2 separate regions of the Lactuca sativa genome follow, and region 1 is linked to region 2. A link is a contact called in public Hi-C data. All regions are on one chromosome and are shown on one strand. The core of a region is the stretch at or near the end of the contact, and the rest is flanking DNA. Distances in the headings are between cores, read along the strand shown. Region 1 holds the start of LOC111906840 (receptor-like serine/threonine-protein kinase ALE2). Region 2 holds the start of LOC111889048 (beta-galactosidase 17).

Region 1 (5,092 bases), core at 1,495-3,994, 460 kb before region 2:
TAATACAAAATCAAGTTTCTGAAGCTCTTCAATTAGACGATGAGATAGTATTGCGTAAAACCTGGATAGCTAATGGATTCGACTTCATAAGCTCCAAATCGAGCTCTGTTTATCGAAACTTGTTTCTTCCAGAACTTTTGGTAGATCGAAAACGCGGTGGCAGGATCGAAATTTTGATTCAGAGGTACCAAATTGACGAGAACGATGGTTCTGTCAAGCTGCTCTCCGGCGACATTGGCTCCCATGATTCGGGCTTGACTTACATTGAGTGAAAGACTGGTGGAGATTTCTTTAGCGAGTTCTGAAACTAATGGAAAAAATGTATATGGAGAAATAAGGAGGCGTAATCGAACTTCTATCGGCCACACACAAGCACACGGCGATCCCGCCGGCGTGTATGTCAGCGGCTGCACGCAGGTCACTGTTGTACAATCTACACGTAAAATTTAACCGTGTTCATAATTTTGACCTTTAAGAAGATGAACATAAATAACAAAATGATAAATGTATATGAGACATAGTTGATTATTCATATATGTTTTTAATCTAATTTTTTATTCCAAACAAAAAAAATTGGCTTAATATCGAGTAATGAATTATGTGAGATATTGAAAAATACTATTTTTCAAAAAAAGATATTTTGTGAACAAATAGATAGTTTGTAACCAATTTATTACATTAACACGATAAAGTTAAACTCAGTTGAAGCTTGAATAGATAAGACAAAGGTTTGATTTGTTTACAGCGCTGTGGTTTACCTTCATTGGGAGGTGGTGGAGGTAGCGTGAAAACCGGAGTTGGGGGAGGAGCTGTATTCTTTGTCAACGAGTAGCTTGATGGAGATATCGTTGGCCCTTTGAAGATAATAATAATACCAACGTAACAACGTTAATCTATTGCTCATTTATGATGTAAACGAATTACAAATGAAAGGAATGAACACAACATTGTAATGGTAGACTACTAGACTTGAAGGAAAAATTGAAATGACACATTCAAAAAGTTTTGTTATGTACAAATAGAAACCAAAACGAAATTAAATTGTAAGTTGTTTTTACAAGAATAAATATTTGTTAACATGATAAAAAGATTAAAGCTATAGAAAATTTACCGAATCGGTTAGTTGGATCAACGGGTGATGGTGAAGGAGCAAATGGACCTGGTCAAGATGATCATAAACTCAATGAGAAATCTTTACATAATGACTAGTTTTCGCGATATTGTCTAATGACAAAACTAACCTTGTGGGGCGTAAGTTGGTGGTTGAAGTTGGTACAAGGGTGTAGGGGCAATATGGTTAATTTTCGATCTTTCATGATGATATCTCTGGAAAGATGTGCTAGAAAAAGGCCTAAAACCTCGTTTCATCCATTTCGTTGCATGAATTTTAGTGGGACTTGATGCAGGTGGAACACCATGATCTGTAACAAATGAGATATTTTTAGGTTTTGAAATTGATATGAATGTATTTCAAATAAGCGAAAATAAATGTGATATATGTAAAATGTAAATTAATCATATTAAATAACAATAAGATAGAAATAAATAATTAGAAACCATGGCAAATTTCAAATTAGAGTTATGAATATTTGACCAAAAAGTCAAATTACTAATCATGTGATATTGACTTCACGGAGCACTGCAATACCTAACTCAGCACCACCGTCCCACAAAAAAAAAGTATAGTTTCGATTTTAATAATTGAAAACTAAAATTTTCCGATAAAATTTGCAAGAAAGATTATAATTTTTCACAAAACAAGCACCATTATTGTCAAATTTTGTGGTCAAAATAACTCATTACTCAATTAAAAAAGTCAAAATTGTATTTTTTACGATTGTACTATATCACTACAAGACTAGAAAAAATTAAATCTCAATCAAAAGGTTACGATCTGTGTATCTTTATGGAGGTACTATAAAATTAAAATGAAGACTCGAATACATTAAATAGATGGAATAATAAATAATAATTTAAAGCAGAAAGTAATATGTCAATAAGGGGATCATTTTTCCTCGAATCAAGAATAAGAATATCAAGAACTTTGGTTAAATGAACGGCATGAATTTCAGTATAAATTTCACCAAAAAAGATGAAAATCAACAAGAATTTTAGCATTCTCCATCAAATTTGATCCTAAAATCACAATTTCAAGAAAACCCATGTGAGGAAAATCGAGAACATAGAACTATAATCATGGATCCCCATGGCTAACATATCAAACAGTTAAAGAATCAAAAAATCTTCAAGAAATTGAAGTTACCTGCAGATCTAAGAGCCAAAGAATCACCACCGACAAATAAAATCAAGAATGTGATCAACCTGAGAATCACTTGAAACCCCATTAACAAGCAAAACGAACATGACATTCATAACAAGGGCTTCAATCTTGGATCATCCCCACAATCAAGAATTGGAATAAACACTTTTAATCTACCACCCATAGCTTCTTCTTGCAAGAAGTAGGGGTGGAAAGGCCAGATTTGTTTACTGGATGAAGAAAAGCTCCAAATTTGCCAAGTTTATAATTAGTTTTTGCTATTAATGGAATGGTGATGTCTTTTGACATCTATAATCAAAAGGGTGTTTGCTCTGATAAACAGGTGAAATCAAGAACATTCTCACCCTCATTCCCGAAAAGCAATAATGGATTCATGAGTTTAGTAGTGGAATAGGACTCGTACCATGAGTGATGAATTGATGAGAAAGAAAGTAAGAGAGAGAAAGTGGGGGCATTCGATGTTGATTTTCTTTTTTATCATTATTTGAATGCTCTCAATAAGGATCAGTCTTGTTCCTAGTGAGATGTTAGTTGAAGTCTAGCAAGAAAAATTGGATTTTTAAATTTGATTAGTCTGTTATTTGGTTTAATTTGACTTTTGTTGTCTAATATTCCATTTAATTAGTTATCTATTTGAAGATTCACATCATCCAATCTTTGAAAAAAGTAAGTTTCTTTAGCTTTTTTCTCTTTATTTCCTTTTTCTTTATATATATATATATATATATATATATATATATATATATATATATATATATATATATATATATATATATATATATATACACACACACATAACTGCACAATGATCACTGTGGTATGCATTTTTTCCGGAAAAAGTCCAAACCCTTCAAAAATTAGATGGATGGTCATTTTGAACAACTCTTTATGTTTTCCTTATGAAGGAATTTGTTTGTATGTTATCGGGTGGGTTGACCTACCCATGTATGCTAAAGCCATCATATCTGGACTGCTAAGAGGTATGATTACGTTCAAGGCGCGATGCAATTGACTGGTAAGAAGTATCAACATGTTGGAGGCATGGTTCAATGGGGTGCAATTAGAGCTGACAATAAGTCGACCTGAGTTGGGTTCGGTTCAACCCATTTATTAATTGAGTTAAAATTGAAAATATTAACCCAACCTGTTTATTTAAATGAGTTGATATTTCCAACCCAACCCAACCTTATAGATAAATGGGTTGCTATAAGGTTGACCAATTTATGTAGTTTTCGCTCCAACCTATTAAATAAATGAGTTAAACTTGGGTTAGTTATTTAAAATCAAAAAAATAAATACATTAACTAAAGATTATACTATATAAATCAGTTTCAAAAATAAATAAAAATTTTCAAAGTATAACAAATGCGCAATCACAATTTACAAATTTGAATAAATTGATCAAATAACATAAAAAATATTTAATTTCAAAGGGATTCTGGAAAGTGGCTAGTATTTTTTGAGATAAGAAAAAAGATGGGAATTAAAATTATATTTTTTAAAACAAAAATAATAATACAATATTTTAATTTATAAATTGATACTTCGATTAATACATGATAATATTCAAATAAATATTAAATTAAGCATATATTAAAGTTAAATGGGTTGGTGGGTTGAAAACAGGTTGATAATTTTTACCCAACCTAACCTATTTAATTAAATGGGCTAGACGGGTTGACCCGTTTAACTTAAATTGGTTGAAAATCTCAATCCAACCCGCTAATTTTGGGTTGGGTTGATTTTTGTCAACTCTAGGTGCAATGGACTGGTAAAAAGTATGAACATGTAAGAGACACAATTGTAACACCCGGATCAGGTATGTATTATCTTTACTAGTGCGAAGTTATAAGCTTTAGTAATTGCCCTGCTCATGACGTAAAGATTTCCTTTTCACGTCGTGAGGATTGATCCGGACACGTGCATCATTTAAAAGTCCACGACGTGAGCATTATAGTGCCCACGACGTGAAGGCGGCTGACGACCAAAAACCTTAAGTTTCCGGTATTTAACGGAATAAAAGGGTTAGGGTTTCTCATCCTCAGCCTCTATCACTCTCTAAGCCTCCAAAAACCCTAATCTTACCTCTCCTCAAGATCCTTTGTCATTTGGGTGCATTTCTAGCTTGTGGGAAGAAGAAAAGAAGAAGAAGGAAGTACTTTAGTATTGGCGTGGGCAAAGAATCAACATCATCATCATCTTTTCTTGCTTTTGGACCATTGTAAGTATCAAAGGCTCCAACTTTATTGCTTAGCATGGATATATCTTGAGTTTTGTCCATTTTATTGATGTTATTTCTTGATTGAGAGGAGTAGATCCATAAAGTTGGCAACTTTATGGATTCTAAGAGTCTTAAGAACCTCATAGCGTTCAGATCTGGAAGTTGGTATAGATTTGAGGCATGCATGCAGGTTTGAAGCCCATTTCTTCCCTTTTTTCACCTAGAAAATGGATGATCATGTTTTGTGCATGCATGGCCACAAAGGAAACATCTTTATGGACCTTAGGGGTCCCCTTTAGCTTCTGGAAGAAGTGAACTCGAAGACTTAATAGAATAAGGACTTAAAATGATGATTTTTAGCCTCAGACAACGCTCACGATGTGGGGTGTGAGATTCCATGACATGAGCAACAGAGCAGTCTCGTTTCTGTTAGGACCCTTGGAGGTTACGACGTGAGAGTGGTGCTCATGTTATGATGCCAGTTCAGGTGGTTTCTTTGACTGAGTTGACTAGTTTGGGTCGAGTCGAGAGGGAATCAGATCAGGTTCGCTGTCACGACGTGGCCAAGGCCTGGCCACGACGTGAGGATA
Region 2 (5,040 bases), core at 386-2,885:
CAACATATCTTATAACAATCTGTGAGCTTATAGAAATTCAGTATTACCCACCTGAACCATAATTATAGGTCCTCCTTTGTGGTAAAGAAGAGGAGCAATTTTAGGAAGTAATACCCCCCACCACTTATCAACCTGCAACAACTCATATAAATTCACAAATGACACAGAGATATGAGATGTAAGTGTAACTGTGTAAGTGTAGGAACTGAGAAAAGTTTGTTTTTTTATAGATAATTTATCATGTAATATCTCAAATGTGACTCATGTTACATAAAATGAAAACAAGGATCAAAATAGAAAAGAAGATTTACCAATGCGAGGTATGTTGGATCTGATGATCTCAGTCTGATGGGTGGTTTTTTAGTAAGTAACCAAGCAGGGAAACCACCAAGATCCCATTCTGCAACAAAAAGTGGTCTTCAATGGAGAGTGTTTATCAAGAAATAGCAAATTAATTGATACCCACAGTTTGAAAGGAAATCTTGATCGATACTAAAAGAGGGAATTAAAACATTCAGATTCAGTTACTGTTTTGACCTGCACATATGTAAGGTCCAGCCCTTAGCATGACCAGCAAATCTAACTTCTGACACAGCTCAAGAAAAGAAACTATATCTGCAATAGCATTGAAATCTAGTTGACCCTCTTTTGGTTCATGCAGATTCCATGGAACATAAGTTTGAATTGCATTCAAGCCCAAAGCCTTTGCTCTTGTTAGCCTATCTTCCCAATACTGCACCCAAAGAATGACAGAAGTCAGATCATGTAAATATCTATAGAAAAGTCCATTCATCCAAATGCAGAAGAGGAGGTTCTAAAATGACCATGATTGATGATTACATGTGTGTGTTATATATAGCTGTATATCCAGATGATAGTTAGTGCTTCCAAATGTATCCTCTAATATCAGGTACAGTTATACGGTGCTAAAACAACAGCTATAAAAAAGTAATGGCAAATTTGAGTTGTAAAACGGTGATGTATCTAGTTTTCTTTTGGGACATATCAATGGAAGAATGTAGTGATAGACATGTAACTTTGGGATAAAATGAGTATTTGTACTAGCATTCAGGGTTCAATTGGTTATGGAGTACCCAGATGATCGAAATATCTATTGAACAGATAGTAGTAGTGTGATTCAACGCGAACTTCAATGGGACAAATACGAGACTATACCTCAGGTAGAGTACGGAAATAATGCAAGTCCCCGCCGATGATTCTAAAAGGCTCTCCATCTTTCCAGAACATATCATCAGCAATTTCAAACTTTCGAGCATTAACAACCTGCTGATTTTATAATCAGCAGTTAGCAAATCAAAATGATCACTAGCAAAACATGAAAATTAGAAGACGTTTTACTAGATTTGGATAACTCACTTGATGATGATGATGATGATGATGATGATGATTGTGGGGTTTGAGCGAATTCGAGAGAGGGGAAGGTAGAGGAGCGAAAACAGTAGAGAAAGCAACGAGACATAGGAGAAGAACGATAATCTTCGTCGACTTCAAGCTTCGCCCTTTCGCCATTGCCGTTAACTAGATGTCGTCGCCGTCGCTATCGGCGTTTATTGTCTTTCACCTTCACTAGGCTTTCAAGTTTTCCGACCAGTGGACTCTCTTAAGCTAAGTCAGTCAACAGAGAACCAAGAAAGTAGAATATTTATACATATGTCCCTAACCTATCACTTAAATGATAGTTTGGTCCCTTGGTCTTTGAATACTCGTAACACAATTATTGTTTTTCATAATAGACAAAATTTCAAGTCTTAATTCTTTTCTATTTTTCTCTAATATAGTCCTTATGAAACTTTTTTTTTTTCATTGATAGTCCATTTGGAACAAACATTGCACGTAAACAGCCCTTACGATGGATGTTCGTTTACTTGTGCCGTTATAATGCCCCATGTGCCTCGCACATGAGGCCATTTTCGTCATTTCATCTAGGGGTTACACTTATTATTTATTTAATTGATCACCTCTTTTCTCAATTAGGTATGTGAAACTGAAAACTCATGTGATCCAGGTGAAGCTCAAGAAATCAAAGTCGAAGAATAATGATTTGCCCTTGTGGAAGCAGCGATCTTGTCATCGTCACATCTTGGTCGAATCGTAACCATGGAATGTGGTTTTGGTCATGTGTTCGAATGGGAGCAGGTATAGTTGGATTGGGTGGTACGATGAACCCATGTGCCCTAGATCAGTGGAAGTGATACTTGGGTTACTGAAGTCAATGAATAAACTCCAACAATCCCTTCAAGAAGCTAGCATGCAAGCAAGAATGTATAAGTTCATCCATTTTGTCAGTTCGATTTTTGTAATTTGCTACCTAAAGAAGGGTTGAGGTGATTGTAGGGTTAATGTCTTTTGTTTCAATAATGTATGGAAGTGTTGTTTTGGTTGTAGGTTTAATGTAATGGTTATCTTATTTTGAGTTTGATGTCTGAATGCATGAAACTAATTCTTATGTAATGTTGGTGTTTTTTTGTGTAATTAGATCCTCTTTGTAATTGTAGCATCCCAGAAATCTCGATAAAAAAATTTATTTTTCATTTAGATAAAAATCCGTGTTTATATAAAAACCCAAATCACAACCATAAGTTTCAAATACAATCATTCAAAATAAGAGTGTTCAAATCAATCAAAAATCAAACAGAAGAGGATATGTACGATCAAGCATTTGCCTTGCCTCTAATCTCTGAAATACCTAAAGCCACAACAATCAAACTGTAAGACAAAGCAGTGAGTTTCCCCCAAAGTATCACACACAATTACATGATGGGTCTACAGTCTCCCAACTGGATTATACTAAGCAAAATTTTCCATTCACTAGTTTACAACTAGTTGTCATTTGTCATCAGACCGCCGCTAGATCATCGTCGGACAACCACCAGACCTTCGCCGAAGAAACACCAAAACCAGTGGCATTTTTCTGGTCATATTCACATCTTAACAGAACAAATATTGTAGCTCTCATTTCTTTGGTAATATTTTTTTAACACATATTATTTTATTTTTGCAGCCAAATATACAAAATTTAATAAAAAAAAGGATTATACGTTGAGAAATTCATTTCTCTCTCTTTTTAATTGTGGATTTCTTTAAAAGTTGTATGTTTATAAGAGATATTCATAGTTTAACATATTTACAGTTTAATAAACATAATAATTCACTGATATACAGTTTAACATTTCATGCACACACTCATTCATATTTTAACACAAAATTTATATAAAATACATAACTTATTATAGTCCAGTCTCAGTTTAATACATAAAATTCACAACTTAATACATTCTGTTATACAGTAGTTTATATATTCATAAATATGAAACTCAAACTCTACAACCACCAACTACCACACATCGCCGTCAACTACCTGTGCCACTATCGCAACCATCACTTCTTCCAAATTAGATATGCACACAAAATCATGGATTTACAACTTAAGTATTATATTCATGGTTTAATAAACCAGTTAATTTACTAATTCGGTGTTGATGCAAAATAATTATAAAAGCTAATATATTCTTACATATTTATACAACACCAAAAATAAATATATTCACAAGAAAATTAATACAAACATTCTTACATAAATCATTCATATTTTATTACAAAATTAATTAAAAATTCACAGCTTAATATAATCAATTCACAGTTTAATACAGTTAATTCACAGCTTAATGCAGTTAATTCACAGTTTACTACTATCAATTCACTGTTTAATACAATCAATTCACAACTTAATACAACCTATTTACAGTTTAATACATAAAATTCTCATCTTAATATAATAATTTCATTGTTTAATATATAAAATTCTACATTCACATCATCCATGTTCTCAACTTAAAACTTACAATTACACCTTCAGATCTAAAGGTTAGTGCTTTTTTTAAAGTTTATTTACACAATATTCACAATTTAAAGTTTACATACTCAAAATTAGATAAAATTAGATATGTATATAATGTTTCTTTCATATCGTATTTCATAAGCAAACACAAAATTCATAAAAAAATTACAATTTAATACAATTAATTCACAAATTAATACAATCATTTCATAATTTACTCGACAAAATTCATAACTTAATATAATAAATTCACATTTTAATACACAAAAAATTATACATTCACAACCATATTTTTTTTTGAACCGGCAAATCTAATTTACTCCTAAGCTAACAACACCTATTCCACCTATGTCCACGACGGAACTTGAACCCTCGACCTCAAAGAGGGAAGGCACCACCTGATACCGCTGGGCTACAAGCTTTTGGTTACATTCACAACCATATCTCGACTTAAAACATACATTTATACGTTCATATCCGGAGGTTAGTGTTTCTTTCAAAGTTTATTTATACAATATTTACGATTTAAATTTTACATGCTTTTTTCAAATATATATATATATATATATATATATATATATATATATATATATATATCAAAGTTGTAAATGGATTGTATTAAGTTGTGAATATACTGTATTAACTTGTAAATTTTTTATGTATTTTGTTTTTGCTTTTGAAATATGAGTGGAAAAATGCATTATATATATATATATATATATATATATATATATATATATATATATATATATATATATATATATATAAAATGCATTTTTCCATTCATATTTCAGAAGCAAAAACAAAATACATAAAAAAATTTACAAGTTAATACAGTATATTCACAACTTAATACAATCCATTTACAACTTTGATATATTAATCCAATAACTTTGATATATTAAAATATTCTCATGGCTAATGATAATAACATTTATTTATACATCTCAACTTTAGTTCTAAGTATAATTTTCAAATAAAGCACATCCTCAAGATAAATACATACAAAATAACGTGTATATATATAGTTATTAAATTACCAAAGTTACATCATACATAACATAAGTATATATGATATAATTATATTATATTTATTATATGGAGAACCACTAAGTGTAATTAATGTGTCTATTTTATCATATCATATCATCATACTATATTATAAATAAAACATTTTATTT

Evidence for each region. A called contact is a pair of places that touch in the nucleus more often than the background predicts.
Region 1: a Hi-C map of leaf shows a contact between it and region 2, with 4 times the contacts expected there. The contact joins the promoter of LOC111906840 here to the promoter of LOC111889048 in region 2. A contact is called at or near these places in 3 of 4 Hi-C or Micro-C datasets (bud, leaf and seed).

Annotation. Positions count from the first base shown.
Region 1 is chr4:168,841,022-168,846,113 of Lsat_Salinas_v11, reverse strand. It overlaps LOC111906840 (receptor-like serine/threonine-protein kinase ALE2), which reads right to left and starts at 2,744. Exons shown (of 9, transcript XM_023902613.3): 1 at 2,264-2,744; 2 at 1,242-1,421; 3 at 1,112-1,159; 4 at 759-854; 5 at 62-433. The coding sequence starts at 2,369.
Region 2 is chr4:168,379,501-168,384,540 of Lsat_Salinas_v11, reverse strand. LOC111889048 (beta-galactosidase 17) reads right to left here and starts at 1,635. Exons shown (of 19, transcript XM_023885179.3): 1 at 1,378-1,635; 2 at 1,177-1,284; 3 at 538-733; 4 at 312-400; 5 at 52-132. The coding sequence starts at 1,530.